Regions from separate parts of the Mus musculus genome. Here region 1 is linked to region 2. The links are chromatin contacts, called in public HiChIP or PLAC-seq maps. All regions are on one chromosome and are shown on one strand. The core of a region is the stretch at or near the end of the contact, and the rest is flanking DNA. Distances in the headings are between cores, read along the strand shown. Region 1 overlaps Cdkal1 (CDK5 regulatory subunit associated protein 1-like 1). Region 2 overlaps 2610307P16Rik (RIKEN cDNA 2610307P16 gene).

Region 1 (4,218 bases), core at 566-3,065, 960 kb after region 2:
AATAAATGCCTGTTGAATGCTGGGAAGATCAAAAGAGATAATCCCGACTCAGTTCTAAGACCTGGCCTGGCACAGAATGCACCCTGAAATGGTATGGATTATTACTGCCGAGGCTGAAGAGGGTGAGTAAGAGCTAGAAAAGATGACCAACAGGGAGGTTGTTTCAATAGTCTAGAAAGAGACTTCATTTACACATCCCCAGGCTCATTCAGCAGGCTGACTGTACTCTGTCCATTGACTCTAAGCATCTCAGCTTCCTTCAGCTTCCTAGCTCCTGCTCTGGCCTGCTGCATCCCTAGACCTAGCCTTATTTCTCCCTCTCCATTTCTGCCTCGTACCTCGTGTGTACGGAGCAGGTTCTACATCAGGCGTGTAGGCCAAAGCCCTCACCAGCTCCACACAGGTCCTCCCTTATAGATGCTACTTTCACGAACAAGGACACAAGAGTTTTCAGATCAGTCATTATCACACCTCTCCCCTGTGCCCATCAAGAGCTTCTTGAGTGTGCCCCAGGCCACACTTGGGGTGTGAAGGATGATGAGAGGCTAATGTCTAAGTGGCACCTGTGGGCAGCGGGTGGATGAAGTGGCCCTTTGTGGCAAGTCCCAGCCTATGGCTGAGGTGTTGCTTTGGTTCTTGCAGAATTATCCATAAACTGCATAGAAAAGCTTCAGCGTGGCTAATGTGAACATGGAGGAATACCATCAAAAGGAAAGACTTGGGAACCAGAAAGACAGCTCTAGGGGCATCAAAGTGTTCAACTTCTTCAGCCAGTTTCAGCCATAGAGCAAATGCTGATGGCACAGGGGCCATTGGAGGACAGCTGGACCACTAAGTAAGTACCCTACTAAGTAAGCAGCCAGGCTGCATGGAAGCTGGAAGGCCAGAGGGTGAGGGGGTCAGGAAAAGGATGAGCAGGAAAGGAGGGGAGAGAGCTGAGGCATGCCAAGAAGGTTCTGAGCACCACCAGTATTAGTAGCTATCGTAAATGGACAACATAATTCATGAGGTCATGTCCAATCACAGATAAAGATACCCAAACAACCCCGAGTGTCTGGAAAGGAAACAATTTTCTCTGATAACATCTTCCTTAAGACTGCGTATGTGTCTGGTTTTATACACCGGCTGTCTCAGTTTTTCTCCACAATGAATTCCTGGAAAATGCATCATGAAAGTCTGCCTTTCCTCACAGGAATAATAAAAACATGGACTGCTGCTCTCCTGTCTGTGACTCAGCATGGAACAAACTGTGATAAGACCACAACTATACCATAAAAGCAAAGATATAACAATAACCCACACAATCCTGGGAAACTCAAACAACAGCCTCCAAGTCATTAAAGGGAGCATTGTAGAATGCAGGGGACCTCTGAGTTTGCTCAAGTCCTGCCACTCAAAAGGTGAGGCTAACACTGAACCAAGAGAAATCAGTTTATTTCAAATCTAACAGTTAGGCTTCTTTCTGACATTTAACTGGAAAGCTGTCAACCTACTTCAAAAGAATTGCCCCACGTGGGCTAAAATTGATGTAAGTATGCAGAGATGTACAGTGAACCCACAAAACAGTAAGATACAAATGTGCCCGATTGTTTTATATCATCCAACATTTATATATTAGCTATAATAATAGCATACATATACTTCTATTTAATTGTACACTGTAACCTGTGGCTATGGCCTCCACCGCAAAAGCAAGGAAAAGAGAAAAAAAAAAAAAAGAAGAAAAGAAAACAAAAAAAGAACTCACGCAGAACCCTTAGGAGCTGCTAGCAAGTTGGAAAGAATCCAAGTGTTTCCTCAGGAGGAATGACTAAGCAAAGGAGTGAGCTGATACTATGTTATATAACTTCTAAGCAGTGATTGCTGTATGAAAAAGCCCCACTGAGACCCAAGGAAGCATTCTAAAGAGGAGAGGTCACTTTTGGTGACACAGTCTCCCTTTAGTCATTCATGCTCTCATAATTAACACCTTTCCCACACTCACAACTAAGCAACTACCTACCTAACTGAATACTGACGAGATAATCCTGAGCTCAGGACTTTCTGGAAACTGCCTCAATGCCTAAATGAGTCTGTCAGAGCTGCACAGTCTAATGCCAGCCCTCAGGCTGCTTTAGAGTCCATTCTAGACAAGAAAATTGCTTCAAATGTTTGGATGTTCAGTTGACTTGTTTCCAAAGTTATTCTACATCACATAACTGTGAAGTCTACACTAGCAATACGAATATAGGAAAATGTATTTATTTTCTTGATGAAAATATAACTGCCAAACTTGTTATTCTATTATCTTTGCCACCATTACTTAGCAATCAGTAAGAAAGAGGTCACATGTCAATATTCCCAAACCTTTCTTCCCTACACAAACATCTCACCATGTGACTGAGAAGTGATGAGCCCAGAGTGGACGTGCTCCCATTTATGCCACACAGAAGCTGAGCAGGTGTGGTCCATGGTGTATCAAACACCGAGTGCCACCCTGTTTATGGTGTCTAGTCTGTCTTAAAACCTACAGGGCACCGTACCATAAATGAAAACCCAACTGCAAAGTAAAACCCAAATCAGGAATATTTTTGGGCAAATACTATTTGGAGGACAGAATTTTTGCTACTGGAGAATAGAGGTATGTACAAATAAGGAGCCAATTAGTCAGAAGATTTAGAGACTAAAGTTTATGAGATGAGAAGGGTTGACTGACAAAGAGAATCATTTGATTTATGTGCGTCAAGACTTGGGCATTCTGGTTTTTGAACATACATTCATTTACAGAGAAAGCACAAAGGCTGTTCCTATCAAAACACTGCTGCTCAGTTCTCCCGAGACTCATGGGAGAAGGTAAATTAATAATCCCACTGGAAGGACTTGGTCCTTCCCAGAAAGGACATCTTTTTGTCTGTTCATCAGACAAAAACTGAGCAAATGTACTTTACAAGGACTTTATATCACCTGAGAGGAAAGCACGGACAACAGTTCCAGAAACCTAACACGTTTCCATCAGTGTGTGTATGTACAATTGATAAAATTTGCTATTACTAACGTTCAAAGGCCAATGGCAGAAACAAATTAAATCATAATTTATCTCCAGACTCTAAAAAGAAAACTTCCTTAAAGCAAACTGCTGTTTTCCCTGTATTCATCCCCATGCTTTCAGCCTTAGATCACTCTTCCAGTCAGTATTTACACTGAATGATCTAATCAGAATGTAACCAAAGATGATTAATGCTGATGTGATGTAAACCTGCCTTTCCTTAGCCTGAACCATACTAGACAAAGAGTTCCCTAAGGAAACTATCAGGAGCTAAACATATAGACATGGGCCATGAAACCAATCAATCAAATATTTCTTACCAAATCAAGTATTACATCACCCAAACAAGCTAGAAATGAATAAGTCTGACAGCAAGCCACAGCCCATCAGCAGTCCCGGCAGGGATGAGGCCAGATGACCAGCATGGGCCTGAGGGCTCTGCAGAGGCTGAACTCTGCCCCAGCAAGTCACGAAGGGCCCTGGAGTCAGGTAGCAATGTGTTTAGTGAGACAGGGGGTGAGCTGGATAGGGGCCATGCCTTCCCGTCCCATGCCCAGAATGGCAGAGGTTACTGGCAATGGGTCACAGCTCAGCCAGCTGACCCAAACTGGTATCAGGCCTGAGTATGCCTCAAACTCCTTTGACAACTTAAATCAACAGTGTGGGAACAGTCACCCGCAGCTCAGCCAGGTTCCTGCCACAATCTATTGTTTGGAATGAACTGAAACTGATTACATCTCTTAGGGCTCTGGACAATAGCCAAGTCATGAGTGTCCTGAATATTAATTCACCCCTAGCAAATTATGCTCAAGATTCACTCTGGAAGTGGCCATGAACCTCTAGAACATTGTTTTATTTTTGTTTATTTCTATACTAACAGGAGGGCCAGATAATGGTAGACACAATCTGAAGATTCGTATTCCCAGAGTGCCACCAGAGAGAAGGCACTGTTCCCTGAGTCACCATCACTCCATAGCTTAGTAGCTTTCCTACAACCTACTGAGTCCATTCCAGAACATTCATCTGCTCAGAGACCACAGGGGCAGAGATTTCTGAAAAAATGTATCGTTATAGATACATATATCGAGTTCTCTCTCTCTCTCTCTCTCTCTCTCTCTCTCTCTCTCTCTCTCTCTCTGTGTGTGTGTGTGTGTGTGTATACAGAAAGAGAGAGAGAGAGAGGAGAGAGAGAG
Region 2 (4,757 bases), core at 1,261-3,760:
TAACTCAAAATGGATCACAAACTTAAACCTTTCAAGAAAAAGTCCAACCAAATCTTTATGATGTTGAACTTGGAAAGCATATTTTAGACATGACACCACAGGCACGAGTACTGGCAATAACAAATACAGACAAATTGCACTTCATGAAAGAAAATTTAAAACTTTCTTCATCAAAAGACAATTGTAACCATGTGGAATGGTAACCAAGGATAAAACAGAAACATTAACAAACAATGCATCTGATCAAGTATTAAAAGTTCAGATTATAGATTTATGACAGCTAAAATGCCACATGAGAGAACAACTTGAAAGAAAAAAGGATTTGCAATGATCCTTCTTTTATAAAACCACACAGGTAAGCACTCACACATATGCTTGTTGCTACTGCAGAGGACTCGGGTTCAGTTCTCAGCAGCCACACTGGGCTGCTCACATGTGTTTGTAATACCCACAGAAATAAAGCACCATCTTCTGGCCTCTGTGGGCTCCTGCACACTCACAGAAGGCACACATACACATATACATAATTCACACACACACATGCACACACGCACATAGAGTCAAAAGGGCTCATCATTCAACTTCTATAACTAATGTAGTTAATTTCAGAGACAAAGAGAAGAATGGTTGGCCTCGGGCCCTGGTGGTCAAGTGGGAATGGGAGTTAATGTTTAACAGTTTCTATCGTGAAAGAGATGCAGTTATGGGGAGGACAGGGACAATGCTTGGTTCCATGACAATGTTAAGTACTTAATGCCACTGAACATTTTAAAGAGCTTGCAGTGGCCAACGTTACGGGCCATATAAGTATAAGAGGAAGAGAAGAAAGAAAAGACTTCAAGGGAAGGAAGGGAGGTGGAAATACAGAGGAAAAAAAGAGGAAGGAGAAGGACGCCAGAAGGCAAAGTAGGACTAAGATGGTCGGGATCAGAATCCGTCCACGTTCTTCCACAACTTTGGAGAATGGGATGGAGAGCCACACCTGCTAGCATCAGGAGTGACAATTCGTCTTCTGAGAAGAGAAACCTTATTATGCATCATGAACCTACAATGAGATTCCTAAAACGGACCCAGTGGATATACAGAGACAAGAGAAAGTATATATGCACTCTACTTTTGAATATTTCTTCTCTCAGCCCACCATCCACCTACTAAGCTGCACATATCCCCACATAAGCAAAATCAGGAAAATGGCAATTATTTGGATGGTGAGAGTATTCCTTCAGGCAAATGCTGTTTCTGGAATAATCTAGCATAACAGGATTCATCCTGGATACAGAGCAGCACTACACTGACACTAAAGTTTATGATTACTGTCACAGCAATATTTTCCTACACACACTAATAAACCAAATTTAATAAAATAAAAGTAGTGTGCTCAAGGATATAGGGAAGTGATATTTGAAACCCAGGTCCGGCGTACTGCTGAAGCTAGAGGGTACTTTGTCAACAGAGGCTGACCAAAATGGAGGGGCATTAATCAATGAGAGGAAAGGGAAGTAAGTCAGCAGAGATGAACACACGCAGAGACCCCTGCTATGACTCTGCTGAGATACCCCATAAATCACACATGATACCTGAACCCCAGTGTGTGGCGACTGATGTCATGTCCTGTGAATGCCCTTTTTGATTCTCTTTAAAGTTGTCTTTAAAATCTAACCTTAGGAACAAAAAAATCAAGGACTGGGGATATGGTTGAGTAATTGAACATTTGCCTAGTATGTTCAATGCCCTGTGCTACCTAAACAAATAAGAATCAAAAGATTACGAATCAAAGCACAAAGAAGAAATTCTCACAGAGAAAGGCTCATGATCTGATTTTTTTATCATCTCTTTTTCTCTAAATCTATCAAATGAGTAACACAAGCAAAAACTAATAATCACCATCCCAGGAAAACTGGAAGCCTTCTTCAAACACAGTAACTTTCCTGAAAAAGAACATCCTACAGATGGCGTCTGCCTTCTAAAATATTATAGATGACACAAAGAAAAACCAGGCTCTGAGACGGATCATCAGATCGTTTGGTTCTTAATAGACAGCTGTGGCTAATGTGCGCCTCAGCCCACATTGCAATCCTGACGCACACACCCTGGCGCTGAGGTTATCAGGCAACTCAGTGAAATGGGACAGAAAACCCCCCAAGGAGCCAAAGCTCCGGAATCTGCTAGACTCATTTCCACGCTCACCCGGGAACCCAGAAAATCACTTTCAGATGCAACCCAGGACAGAGGCTGCCTGCAAGGAGAAGCTTCGATGTACACAGTCTTCCCCAGCAAACCCCCCCGCCCCTCCCCCCCCCCCCCCCCCCGTTTTGCCCTTCACAGCTACCAGTCTTTTTTTTTTTTTTTTTTCTGGAATTCACAAACTTCTTCACAGCAAAGCTTTCTTGCAAGGCTGCTGACTGCCCATCTCTTTCTATCCATTCAGTGCCTGGAAAACACAAGAAGGGGAGACAAAGGGCAAATGCCAGTCTGTGACCTCTGTCTGGATTTAGCGGAGCGTGATGTGTGAATCAGGTGTGTGGAATGGAGGTTTCCATGGCAACGAGACTGCCAGCCAGGCAAGGCTTCACATACTCTTTCTACCATGGTAATAAAAACAATGAGGCCACCTGAGGGACCTCAGCAAAGAGTGAGGCAGCCAAGTTCAGGGTTATCGAGTGACTGGGCGGACCTGGGTCTGCATGAGGTCTACCCACACCCTTAGCACTGGATTCTTTCCCATCAGTGCCTACTGAAGTCCACTCACCACCTTTTGCTGGAAGATGGCATGATCTCTCAGAGGAGTTTCTTGAAAGTGTTATGTAGAAAGGGCTAGGGGAAAGTGTGTAAGCAAAGATTCAGCTATGCCCGTCCACACATTGAGCTATTTTGACCCACTTTGATACTAGGTGCCTACTTGACAGAAGTATTTCCGCTTTCTGGAAGCTTCTTTGCCTTACCTTTGAGTGTGTGTTTGATTTGTACTCTCAGGCCACTAGGAAAGGATCCTGAGCTACATTTTGTGTTTCAGGAATTTAAAATTTTATACTAAATTTTGGTTGTGTAAACACTAGAATTATTCAAAACTTAAAGAAAAAAAAGCAGCTTGTTTTTAAGGCCCAAGAGTTGGATTAGCAGAAGGGAAAAGGGCATACAATTTTAATGAAATCAAAGCTTGCCTTGATTTGTGGGGATGCCCAGTCTATGTGGGGCCCAGGCTCTGAGATGGTTAACAGGTCAGCAGCAGGCGGGATCTGAAGGAAACTGGAAGACAGCAAATTACACTTCCTCTCCCCCCACTGTTTTTAGCTCTGCTCTTGAAGGGTTTCAATTCCTTCACAGCATCACTCCACAGGCTGAATAAAAGTTCCTCCTGCTACTTGGGTTACAGGTCCTGCTTCAGCAGACTGTGACAGGCCCTGCTGTGATCAGCCTGTCCTTTCCAATGCACCAATGGAATGTGTCTCACCACACCTGACTGGCACCCGGAGGCCACCCTCTGCCTTTCAGACAGCTCCTCGTGGTGCCCTAGGATATGCCCACCCCAGAGTCTGATTTACTGCACCAGCTACTCCTCTGTAGCTTCAGCCACTGCAGTTCACAGTGGCACTGCACATCCAGGCAAATTCAATGAATTTTGGTTGCTACAGAACCCCTTATCAGCATGAGATAAGCACAAATATTCCAGGTGATAGTGAACCATGCACAATATTGCACCCTGTGCAGTCATGCTTTTCCTATATGTGCTTGCCCACTGTGTGCACACACCATGCTCCTCCTAAATGTATATACCCACTGTGTGCACACACCATCCTGCTCCTATATGTATACACCCACTGTGTGCAAACATCATTCTGTTCCTATTTAGACATACCCACTCTATGCACATACCATTCTTTTCCTGTATGTACACTTCTACTCTGTGCACACATCATGCTATTCCTATCTGTACACACCCCTCTGTATACACACTATGATTTTCCTATCTGTACACACCCATTCGGTATATACACTATGCTTTTCCTATAAGTACACACACTCTGTGCACACACCAAGCTGTTCCTATATGTACATTCCTATGACAACATTTAACTTTGAGTTAGCATAGTAAGAGATTAACAATAATGGATAAATTAGAACAAATACATTTTATTTCAGAATATTACTTTTAGGAATGCCTGTCCCCCTCCTTTTCTTTGCTTCAGTTCCCCCCTCCTCCCATCTCAAAGGATCTTAATTCCTCACTGCACAACAACAATATTTTCAGACCATGGTTGACTACACCAGATGGAAAACTTGGAGTTTAAACTCCAAGTAAGTTTATTCTTTCTCTCACCTGGTCTCTTTACTTACAGTTTCCTACACATAGCATGTAACCATTCCTTAATATTTCAGCTAAGACATTGTTCCTTTTCAGGAAGCCTGTCTCTGAAATTTTTTACAGCTCCCTTGTCCTTCAAGAGTATCCAGCACTCTCTGGGTATGTCTGGGAGATTGTTTCCAGATGCTGAACAGAAGAGGACCTATCCTGATGTGGTCAGCACTGTGCCATTAGGTAGGGCCCCAGATCAAATAAAATGGGGGGGAAAAGAGGAAGCCAAAAGAATACTTGTCATTGCTACAGACCAGGATGCTCCACAGACTTGCCATTCCCACCCACCATATTGCATATTCCTCTAATTATGAATAAGAAAGTCTCTTCCTTTAACATGCCTTTTATCAACAATGGAAAAAGAAATTATATATCACCCAAGACAGAACTTCATGTTCTATCC

Evidence for each region. HiChIP or PLAC-seq counts read pairs in DNA pulled down with a chosen protein or histone mark.
Region 1: a FOXA1 HiChIP or PLAC-seq map of pancreatic cancer cells shows a contact between it and region 2. The contact joins two enhancer-like sites. A contact is called at or near these places in 1 of 115 datasets of contacts at active chromatin or transcription factors (pancreatic cancer cells) and 1 of 9 other capture datasets (embryonic stem cells).

The regions. Positions count from the first base shown.
Region 1 is chr13:29,501,811-29,506,028 of GRCm38.p6, forward strand. The region is part of intron 11 of Cdkal1 (CDK5 regulatory subunit associated protein 1-like 1); the gene reads right to left. Among named protein-coding and RNA genes, the nearest start is that of Cdkal1, 350 kb to the right of the region's middle. Within about 2 kb of position 1,816, at least 102 of the 459 cell types and tissues checked have an H3K27ac peak or open chromatin away from gene starts, as enhancers often do. A contact at or near this core is called in pancreatic cancer cells, where this site is marked.
Region 2 is chr13:28,542,096-28,546,852 of GRCm38.p6, forward strand. All of the region lies in intron 7 of 2610307P16Rik (RIKEN cDNA 2610307P16 gene), which reads right to left. Among named protein-coding and RNA genes, the nearest start is that of Gm40841, 120 kb to the left of the region's middle. Within about 2 kb of position 2,511, at least 77 of the 459 cell types and tissues checked have an H3K27ac peak or open chromatin away from gene starts, as enhancers often do. A contact at or near this core is called in pancreatic cancer cells, where this site is marked.